Regions from separate parts of the Danio rerio genome. Here region 1 is linked to region 2. The links are chromatin contacts, called in public Micro-C maps. All regions are on one chromosome and are shown on one strand. Each heading gives the region's core, a stretch centred on a gene start, on an enhancer-like site or on the middle of the called end of the contact. The rest is flanking DNA. Distances are from core to core; before and after follow the strand shown. Region 1 holds the start of sqstm1 (sequestosome 1). Region 2 holds the start of canx (calnexin).

Region 1 (5,717 bases), core at 1,669-4,168, 290 kb after region 2:
ATTCAACACTTTACAGTTTGCTGTGTGGAAATATTCATTTTTGGGTGAACTACCTTTTAAAGAGATTTCTTTTTGAAAAAAATATATATAATTATTCAAAAATGTCAACTGTTTGTGAGTGAAACTAACCCTTAATACACTGCAGCTGAAATGACAGTGATCATATATTTCATAAATTTTCCTTCAGCTTATAGTCTATTTATTCATCAGGGGTCGCCACAGTGGAATGAACAGCCAACTTATGCAGCATATTTTTTGTAATTCATTTCACCGTTACCACATGTCTTTGAACTGTGGGGGAAACTGGAGCACCCAGAGGAAACTCATAGTGATCATATATATATATATATATATATATATATATATATATATATATATATATATATATATATATATATATATATATATATATATATATATATATATATAATAAATAAATCACACAAACACACACTTTTGTAGGCCGTTTGCTTGGAGCAGTACCTCTGGGTGGGACGATGGCGCCATCTAACGGCCATCAGCAGACTATTAAGACGCGCATTTGCCTACAAACATGTCTGACATGTGACAACTATGAGACTCCTATTTAGTTTAATTAAGATTAAAACAATTAACGGAGGGAATGAGGACGTTTAATAATTAAACTTTATTCAACATTTAAATGGTCATTGTTTCTTTACATTTGTGACTGTCGTTTTTTAAAGTGCTAAATCTTTGTAGCAATATTTCATTTATAATATCTCCATACTATTCACGTTTTCTCTTTATTTTTGGCCAAATAGTCTAAATATAAAACACACCTTCATACATAAATACAGTAACACATGTAACGTTAAGAGAAGGCAACCAGTTATATATATATATATAAAAAGTTGTGTAACTTTCCAAACCGAGTGAATATATGCAATTATATTTTTACTCATAAAACAAAACAAATGAAGTGTTCATAATGGTTGGCTATGTTCTGTTTTGCTGGGAAAATGGTTTGGTGGATCTGAGCTTATTATCTGTGTTATTTGATTCCAGTGACGCTGATGTAAACAAAGGAAATCATATGAGCGCGTGAGTCACAATCAGGTGATAAACCACGCCCTTCAGCCATGACAACATGCTTTCCCCAATCAGATGCGTGAGGACACTTCGAGAATATTAGAGAATACAGAGTCACTCCAGGGAAATTTGGAGTAATAAGAGAGCATGTCAAAGTTGAACGTGATGTGTCACTCTCACCTGTATACTCATATCTAGTCTCCTTTTTTCTATCTCAAATCACATTGCAGTCATATGGCCAAAACATCCAAGGTCATACAAATCCTAATTAATTAAATAATAATGATGATGATGATGATGATGATAATAATAATAATAATAATAATAATCTTTCTTTTTGGAAGGTTTCATGAACCCGTGTTCTGTATCTTGTTATGCATAATGTAGTAAGAGCTTCTTTATGCTGTCTCACTGTTGGAGACTGCATGTTGTAGCCTTGTTTTAGAAAGGAGCTATATAAAAGAAACTTCTTCATCTTCTTAATGTTATTGATAATGATAATAATAATAATTATTATTATTATTGTTGTTGTTGTTATATCAATAAATGTGGATAAATCAAAGTTAATGTATGTGTAGATAAATAAAAATAAGGATATTAATATTTGTATATAATAATAATTATTACTACTAGTACTAGGCATATAATCATTATTACTCTAATATTGCTGCTGTTGCTGTTTTAATATAATATACATATCAATGAACAATAATGCATTTACAATTTAATTAATATTTGTTATAACATTGTTACTAAACTACTAATACTAGATTGTCATCATGTACATTAAACATTTGTAATCTCTATATACAGACATACACACATACATATGTGTGTGTGTGTGTGTGTGTGTGTGTGTGTGTGTGTATGTATGTATGTATGTATATATATATATATATATATATATATATACATATATATATATATATATATATATATATGTGTGTGTGTGTGTGTGTGTATATGTATATATATATATATATATATATATATATATATATATATATATATATATATATATATATATATATATATATATATATATAATGAGGTTGTGGTGAGTAAAATGGTTATATATGGTAAGAAAAATCTGAAAAAAAAACGGATGCATTAAGCATTGGCAAATTGTTGTTTCCTTATTATAAACAACGTAAGTTTGGTAGTGTAATGTTTCCTAGAGGTTTAAGCTTAAAATTTGATCAGTATACATTTGACAAACATTTCCTAAGGAAATGGCGACTGCTACTTCATTCATGATGACGCAGCACTTTGTTTAGCACCTGTAGCAGAAACACAACACCTCTTACCAACCACATCAAACTTGCAGGGCTTAGTAGAGCTTGTATTATGAGAAACTGGATTTCAAACAAAGCAACCAAGTTTATCTTGTACTAAAACAAAAATATTACCACACATTTGTATATGTAGGCATTTAAAAAAATGGATGTGGGTAATGTTTAACAGTGAGACTGTTACAGTATAGCAGAAGAACTTTTGTTTGATATTCACTTCTTAAAACAACTAAAATTAAGCCAAATAAATCTACAATTTGTATAAAGTATTACATGACATCCAGAACATGTATGTTTATAGCCCTTGAATATAACACTGCGTTTTTTGGCATTAATCCACTCCTATGATTTCAGCGGGAATTTCCCCTATCATATTGCCATGTCATTCCTCGGATCACCGAAAATCGTCCATTCTGTTTTCAAATGTGACTCACATGATCACAGACAACATGAACTCCGTCCTGCAATGACGCTGGACGTGGACATCTTTCTGCGAAGACACGCCCCCAAACTTGCGCTCCTCTCAACGATTGGCCGGCTCCTCGGCTGCATTAGCATTTGACGTACAAGGCTTATATACAGCACTGTCGGCTGAAGTAGGAAACGCATTTTCACGCAGCCAACGCAGAGTCCCGTGCTCGAGAAACGCATTTTCTACTGCGCAACACTTCCAGAGGTTCAGGGAGAGAAGCTATTTTCCGCTACGATGTCGATGACAGTGAAAGCTTACCTTATCGGTAAGGAGGACTGCAACAAGGAGATCCGTCGCTTCGCCGTGGATCAAGATGTCTCAACAAGTTTCGAGTATTTGCAGCGAAAAGTGCTCGATGTTTTTGTCGGTCTCAGGACTGCGCCCTTCCAAATGTACTATAAAGGTGAGTCAAATTTGAATTCTGAAATGTTTTTTTTTAATAACACTGATTTATTGCACAAGCAAGTGTGTGTTTGTGTCGTCTTTCAATGTTTTACTTGAAATGGCGGTTTATATTTATCTACGTTACTTGAAGTTTTAATAAAATTTCACGAAGCGATATTAGAAATAAAAAACTTGAGGAAAACGCACATAAATGTACATATTGAGAAACATAGTTTGCAGATTTTTATGTCTTTCTATGTTCAGTATTACTGAGCCATTAAAATGGATACTGCATTGTGAAACATCTTTGTTTATTGTTACATCCAAGTACAAAGTTTGATGGGGAACGTTTGTACTAGGCCGTAATAAACAAGCCATGAGCATAATATTTGAAATCCACTGTGCTTACTGAAAAGAAAACAGCAAAAACTTTTGTTATTGTTGTGTGTGGTAATCAACTTTTAATCAGACAAAACATGATGACAATCATAATAACCAGCAGAAATGCCATTCTGTTTTCCTGAACTTTGTCTCTAGATGAAGATGGTGATATGATTGCCTTTTCCTCTGACGATGAGCTAATGATGGGTTTGGCTCTTGTGAAGGATGACACTTTCCGTCTCTTCATCAAGCGTAAGTAACATACACAAACTATAACTACCATTTTAGGAAGGGGTTTCGATTATTTAAGAATATTATGTTATACCTGTAAATATAATTTCCTGCACATATTAAATGATCATTAGACTTAAAGGGATGGTTTAATCAACAATGAAAATGTACTCGCCCACTGAAGTAGTTATAGAATTTCTACATTTTGAAAAAAAAAAAATATATAAGTGCTGTCTGGAATTTCTCAGCCTCTTTTATGTTGAGAATAGTTTCTATAAAAGTGAAATTGCTGAACATACACACAGGAGCCTAATAAAAAATGCTAATTTTAGAGGAAGCTGAAAACCAGTAACCATTGATTTCCATAGTAGGAAAAACCATTTTTTTCTTTAGCTGAAGGGGGAAAAAAGTCAAGGAAGGGTGAATTTTTTTTGGGATGAACCATGTCTTGAATTTGCTTTTGGAATGTATCTGTTGCAACTTTTTATTACTCGCCGCAAACAAACTTTAGTTTGAGTTTAGCATGTTAGATGGTAATTTTAATATCTATGTTTGTTAAAAATAAATATCAAAAAACAAAACGACTGTGTTAAAGGTAGCAGTTAGGCTAGCAATACCTCATAAGGGTCAAAGACGTGGTTTTCATTTCTTTTTCCAGATCTATGAAGTCACTAAAATACTTTAGAAGTTCGCATAGACCGTGGCTTCAGTGTGTGTTTGTCAGGGCTGCATGATGTTAGGGGGAAAATAATCGAATCTAAAATAATCCTGTATAGTATTTATTCTATAAATAAAATACTGTTAACCTTTAATATTTTATTCAACCTAAATTCTGTAAATATGCCTATATTGTTTACAGAGTAACAGGCCTTAAAATCCCATGCAAATTATAAACTTTCACTCGTGATTGTCACGGTTTACAATTAATTCACACATTGTATTTGTTTTGTGATGCCTTTGCTACCGCCTTACTTTAAATCCTGCAGTTTGACTATCGTGAATGTACACACAGTGAAGTGTCAATAATGTGTGGGTGGTGCAACTCTTTGGGACTTTAAGTGTAAATGTAAGCCTAAATAGAATCTACAAATCCATTTTGTTGTCACAAGGAAACCATAAACGGGAATATCAGAGCGAACCTAACAAACAATCATATTTGGCTGCATCCAAAATCACATACTCTCTGTAGGTGGTGCTTTTAATAACTAGCTTCAGGCGTGTTCTATATAGTATGAATGCAATCTGCACCGACTGCATTCACATTATATTTGTGAAGTGACGTAAAGTTACAAAAGACATCTACCAGTTGTGTTGCTCCGCTGCCATTCTCAAAACATTTCCATGATCTCATGGGAAGGTAAATTTTTCCATCTGATGCATTCTTTGGAATATTACTAGATACAGCGAATTCTGGCATGCTACTTTTTGAATGCATCCAAGTTAGTAGGCTTTGAAAACATTGTTGTTGCGTTATGAAGACTAGATTAACTCAGAGCAGTTGGAGTAATTGTATTTGTAATATCAAAGTGTATTCTTCATCCTTAACTTCCATGTGTAAGCGTTCTCTTATTCTCAAGCTGCTGAGACAAACTTACTTAGGAATAGAGAGAAGTCATGAGCTAAGAGCAAAAGGCGTAGTCAACCTTGTTGCTCTGGATGACGTCAGCATCTTTAATAACTATGCAAACAGTGATTGGTTGATGGGGAGTCTATCAGAGATTGATTCAATAAAACTTTGTAGAGAACAATATTTCGTTGCCCTATTCAAATAGGGGGGGGGGGGGTAAATATTTTTGAAAACCTTTTTCTTTCCATAAGGGAATACTAGTGAGGATCTTTTGTGAAGATTTTGATTGGTTCTTGGATTCACTCTTGTTATTTGAGTACTAGAATACTATAAAACTAAA
Region 2 (6,120 bases), core at 1,688-4,187:
CCCACATAACATCACATAAAATTTAGCACAACTGATCAATATTATGATTTTAACTTGAGCCAAAATCAATATCCAATCAATAACTGATACAGTCTCTAAGAAATAAGAGAATTTGTTTTGTTATACTTTATTTGGACTGCACTTCAAGTAATATTTCTTAGCTTCTGCTTCCAATGAATGTTGTTTTACCAACAGAAACATTTAAAAAGTATATTTCTTATTAACATTTTATACTCTTTCACCAACATAGATATTTTTCGTTTTTTTTGTACTATTTGCATAATAATTTTTCAAATTCAATAAATGCATTTAAAATAAAACACACTTAATGTGTTTCCACACATACATAAATAAAATATAAATATTTCAAATAATGCACAATATCAAGCTCTCTATATTTTAACACAACAATATCAATTATAAAAAAGAAAGAAAAGATATCTGCTGCTGTGTATAAAAGAAAGTTCATAAATTAAAAACGCCAACAATAAATGCTTTACTACAACACTTTGTAACAAATGCATTTATTTCAGTATTGTTACTGAAACTTGATAATCATACTGTCATTTATTCTCTAATGTTTTTAATTTATTCTCTAATTCTCTAAAACTATATTTGTTGCTCATACAACACAAAGTACAAGTTAAAACTTTGCTCACAGCATGCACTCATTATATCAGACTTATAATTGTGTGGTTAAGCCACATGTGGTGGTCCCAGCATGACCCAACCGGGGGTTCAAATCAGCACTCAATAGTAAACGCATACTCTTCCAGAACACATGGTTAAGCCTCTTTACACTCGACTGCCACAGTCCTGGGCTTGTTGAGATGATGGGGGAAGGTACCAAGAGACCATCTACACACACAATCTTCCCAAAGTGCAGCGGAGAAGTGTGACTCAATGCCCCGGGCAGGATACAGGCCATAAATGTGAACAGATAACTCTCTGATAATTCACTTTACAACCTTTTTTTGGATATCAGTAAAGTTGTTTGAATAACAGTTAAGGACAAGTTACACAATTAGACAATAAAGAGTAAAGTTGGTTTTTTATTAGGAAATTCAGACATTCGCATTGATAACAATTTCAGAAAAGTATTCTTTGTAAATTCTAAATAGGGAAACCATATAAGCAAAGTACAGCGTTGTTCACAGTCAATTAGATAGTGTTAATGTTGTTTGTAAGTCATACTTGCATGCTAATTCCGATCGAATATTTAAAGTGACATGGTAAACAATATAGAGACTTCTAAATGAACGAATGTGTAAATTTAAAACCAACGCTACCTCTATATTTAGACAAGAGTTACTACTGCTCTGTAAAACCTCAAAAGTTAAAGCAACTCAAACCATTTGAGGAAACCGATTGCAACAAACCATTTAATTCTAATGAGTACTGTGAACTTAATCCATTTAAGTAAATGAAGCAATTTGAGCACAGTAAAACCCAATAAATGAAGAGTACTTAAATCAACTGAGTACTGTTAAACACAATAAGTTAAGGCAACCCAAACTGTTTGAGGAAACTGGTTGCTACAAACCCTTTGAGTTAAAAACTAATCTAAACGAGTACTGGGAACTTACTCCATACACATCGAAGTAATTAGGTATTTAATTAACTTATTACCTTCAACACAAAGTTAAAAAGTTTTCAAATGAGTAGAATTAGCTTTCAGTAAATTTTGAGTTAACTACACTCAAATCATTTGATAAAGTTGACTGTTGGGTTTTACATTGTGAGAATGTGAGCTTTTGGTTAAATATAAAGGTCAAAGTTTCTGAGAACATGTAGTTACATGTTAACAAACAACATGGGAGGATTGCTGATAGAATTTTTCAGCCTTTCTGTTCCTTTAATACAAGGAAATAGAACGATTTGTAAAAATTTGACATTTTCTCATCCTTTATTTTTTACCATCCTATCTGAGGTAACTTACTCTCTTATGTTAGCCACACACACGAAAGAGGATGTTTTTAAGAAACCTGTCACCATTGATTTATGCAAGTGAATAGTGACAGGTTTCCAGCTTTCTTCAAAATAACTTCGTAAGTTCACTCAAAATGAAAATTCTCTCTTTTAAGTCATATTAATCTTTAATTTCCTCAAACCCTTATCCACGTTTCTACTCGCACAAATGTCAGAGTATTTCACTCGTGACCTCTACCTTTTTCTTAAAGGGCGGAAATGACGGTTAAACTTCTGACTTTTCCGCATTTTATCCCCCACACAGCCTCGCTATTCCAGAAACATCCACGAATTAACTCAAACTGAAAGCAAAAGATTCTCCTCGGTGATATTCAATCGGCCCGTGTCAAACAAACCTGCTGTAAAGAGCTATGTGCGCTGTCAGTATTTAATAACAGAAACATCTACAAATTCGTGAACATAACTTTAGATAACGTTATACATACTTCTTTATAGACACGCGAATTACGTAAAGGTGAATTCAGTCCCACGTATATGTAAATGATGGTTTAAACTAAAGTGCTGCTGTAGATTTAAATCAAGAGCAAATGAATGAGCGCATGTTTAACTAACTTCATTCAAGGGATTCGTAAACCTCTCAGCAGCTCTTCCCACCCCCAACATTAGGCAAGACCACACGAACCGCAGCTTTCATCTCACTCCGCAGACTATGCAAATCAAACGAGACCTAAAATACGAAGCAGGTGACTTTTGGTTTTATGACTGAATTTACTGACATGACACCTGTATCGGTTAGCTTAGCTCTAGGAGCTAGCTGACCAACTAGCCTTTCGGTCTACGCACATATTCTGAATTTAACACTCCGGTTGATTCATATGTTTTAAAATCCTTGCAATAACGCGTCGGTTAATAGTATTGCACATAAACAAACGCGATTGAGTTGTAGTAAAGCTTATATTTGCGGGTTTAGCGTACTCACCCGTGCTTACTGATGCTGCACTCCGCCTGCGACTACAAGCGCATCACGTGTGGCTATGGACGATCAATCCAGATCCGCAGGCGCCGCCTCTCGGTGTATTTGATTGGGTACTGTATTGATAGTGGACGCGCCTTTTAGAGATTGCGCGATGGTGATTGTCCAGATTCTCTGTCTGTCACAAACAGTAGTGTCCGCCTCCAACCTGCACCTCGTGGACACCGTTGATTGGCCGTCAAGGACACGGAAATAGACTCTTATTGGAGACATCACAGTAGAAGCGAAAGATGACGGATTTTCGTTTAAGAACACATCATGCACAGATTTACTTTGCTTTATTTTCAAGAGCTGTCATATTAATATAAATATTATTTAATGAATATGCGTATTATTGTTTCATGCACCAAAAGCTTTTATAGCATCTTTATATGAAGAGTTCAGATGCAAAAACCTCTTAATACCATATGAAAATTTCACATAAATTAGCATTTTTCTCAGCCTCCAATGTTTGTCACTTTAAAGGCAAGGAGAAGAACTTATTCGTCACTATAAAAGTAACATTTCTGTACCTACACACAGGAGCAAGAGCGTAGATTTGCTCTTGACATTGGTGTGACATACAGAGAGCATGCTTAAAACTGCACAAATTCTTTTTTCGTAATGTTAAAACATAAATAAAGGCTTTAAGTCTTTTAAGACTTAATAATACAAATAACAATTATTTAAGCATGTCCCATGCAGCAAAATCATTGATGTAAAGAAACATTAAAAATCATCAAATTACTGTAATTGAGTACTTTTTCTTGACAAATGTAATTTACTAAGTTGTTTTATAAAAGTGTACTTTCAATTTCCCTTGAGTACATTTTTAGTGCTGTATCAGTACTTTTACTCCACTGTTTTATTATTACTTAATAATAAAGCATCCAACGCTTTTTAATGCGCTCACCTAACCCCACCCCTAACCCTACCCATAACAGTGATGTCACTCCATTGAGTGCATTGTGTCTGACATTGCATCGCTGAGTGATGCAATCTCAGCTTGCATCATAAAGCCTGCATCCAGATACTATTGTGTCTATGGGGATTAGAAAAATCAGTCCTGTAATTCCTGTCCAATCAAATCACTCAAAGGTAATCTTAATGAACAACCTCAAGACAGGAGCGATTTATAATTGCAGCAAACTGTTTGGAAGCATTAAAAGTGTTCCAGAAGATGTCCAAAATCTTTACACACACTGACCCACAGACTGTTTAGATGCATGTCACTGATGAGAAGATGACGGATGTTTACTGTATGATGATCAAAATGGCCTTAAACACCCAGCAGGCACAAGACATCAACATGACATTAGATTGACGTTGTACCCTAACGTCATAGGGATGTTGCATTTTGTTTGGAAAGGAAAATTATGTTGACATCAGAATTCAACGTCAGGCCAACGTCCAACCTAAAACCAACCAAATGTCATTGTCTAATGAAGTTACAGCTTGACTTTGCGTGGACGTTACCACTATGAGGCACTATGCACTATGACGTAATGTCTATCAGATGTTGGAATATTAGTTGCCATACCTGATGAATAAATGTCAGTATTTGATGTCAATGTGATGTTGGTTTAAGATGTTGGCTCGACATTAGATTTTGGTCACTTTCTAACAACCTAAAATCGACCAAATATCAATGTCATTTGCCATAATTAATGGACATCCAAATAAAGTTGTCTTTAGACATTGAATTTTGGTCACCTGACATCACAACCTAAATCTAACCTAACATTAAGGTCTTATGATGTTGTGTGCCTTCTGGATAATTAAAAGATGCACTACAGAATGTTACGTTTACATACACATGCACATATTACATGTAAATGCATCAGCTTTTACCAGCATAATACTCAGTACTCTTGAGTACTTTTGAAAGGTCAATTTGAGTAATATTTACCAATATTTACTTTTACTCGCACTACATTTTTGACAAGTAATGGTACTTTTACTTGAGTATGATTTTTCAGTACTCTTTCCACCACTGAGCAATAGTCAATGTGACACAAAGAGGCATGTGGCACAAATGAACCATTTTATTTTATTGTTTTACATAGTAATTTAAGCCAAAATCTAAACTGAATTCCAATTAACTGCATAGCCCTGGTCAATAATATGGTGGTCTAGTGCACTTGACTTTAAGTGACTTACACTTTTCTTTGAAAAGTAGCTCCTTATGTCCTAGAGGAGGACTGGAAAATGTCCTTTTTTTGGTGCTTCTCACATACAAACATGACTACAACTATCAGTCACTTGACAATTGAAAAAGGCCCAGTCAAACACACTGTCCTTTTGTTTTTTGGGGTGCCGGAGGACCCAAGAAGGGTACATAATTTAAACCTTTCTTCACATCCCGGTTACTAAGGATTGATGGAGCATTATTTTATATTAAAGGTGATTAAATTATTGGTGGGGACATTTTAGTAATTGGTAGATATTGGTGGGGACATGTCCCCTCCGTCCATGCCAATTCTACGCCCTTGCACAGGAGTCTGAGAAAAATGCTAATGTGCTATATGCACATGGACTTTTAATTTTTAGCCAGGCAACCCAAGCGCTTCCAGTGAACTGTCTTTCAATGACAAAATTGTCACATTCAAGATCTGGTTTCTTTAAAAATCTGCGTTCTTCACTGACTGTTAGATATATGATATGAAGAGGGTCTCTGTTCGAACAATAAGCACTGCATTAAAGTCTTACATCTCGTTTAACGCTTGAACAACTAAATGAATGCTGGTCTATTTAACTGAATGTATTGTAATTACATCACAAAATCGGTGCTGTAAAAGCAACCTTGTAAAATTGAAAATAGTCACATTAAGCTTTCATCGGAAGTTTATCATTGGCTATAAAACTCTAGCTGTGCATGAAACCCATTTTAGAGGGGATTATAAAGCATTTAGAGATTTGTCTAAATCTCATTGAAAAATATTAAATACAAATAAAAAAATAAATAAAAAAAATTGTTGAGATTTTGCTGGTATATTTTATTAATTTTTTTTGCAATAATTTGCTTGAATTTAATTGTCTTAGTATCATCTGTCAGTTTCTTTTCAAAATATGTCTGATAATATCTTTTTTTCTGGAAAAAGTCTTATTTCTTTTATTTCATTAAAATTTTTTAAAAAACATTTTACGGTCAACATTATTAGCTCCTTTAAGCTATATAT

What was found. A called contact is a pair of places that touch in the nucleus more often than the background predicts.
Region 1: a Micro-C map of caudal fin shows a contact between it and region 2, with 11 times the contacts expected there. The contact joins the promoter of sqstm1 here to the promoter of canx in region 2. A contact is called at or near these places in 5 of 18 Hi-C or Micro-C datasets (caudal fin, embryo, fibroblasts and 2 more) and 2 of 4 datasets of contacts at active chromatin or transcription factors (caudal fin and embryo).

The regions. Positions count from the first base shown.
Region 1 is chr14:19,138,730-19,144,446 of GRCz12tu, forward strand. It overlaps sqstm1 (sequestosome 1), which reads left to right and starts at 2,919. Exons shown (of 8, transcript NM_001312913.1): 1 at 2,919-3,217; 2 at 3,736-3,831. The coding sequence starts at 3,049. It also overlaps a transcript of mrnip not described here.
Region 2 is chr14:18,848,446-18,854,565 of GRCz12tu, forward strand. It overlaps canx (calnexin), which reads right to left and starts at 2,938. Exons shown (of 15, transcript NM_213448.1): 1 at 2,909-2,938.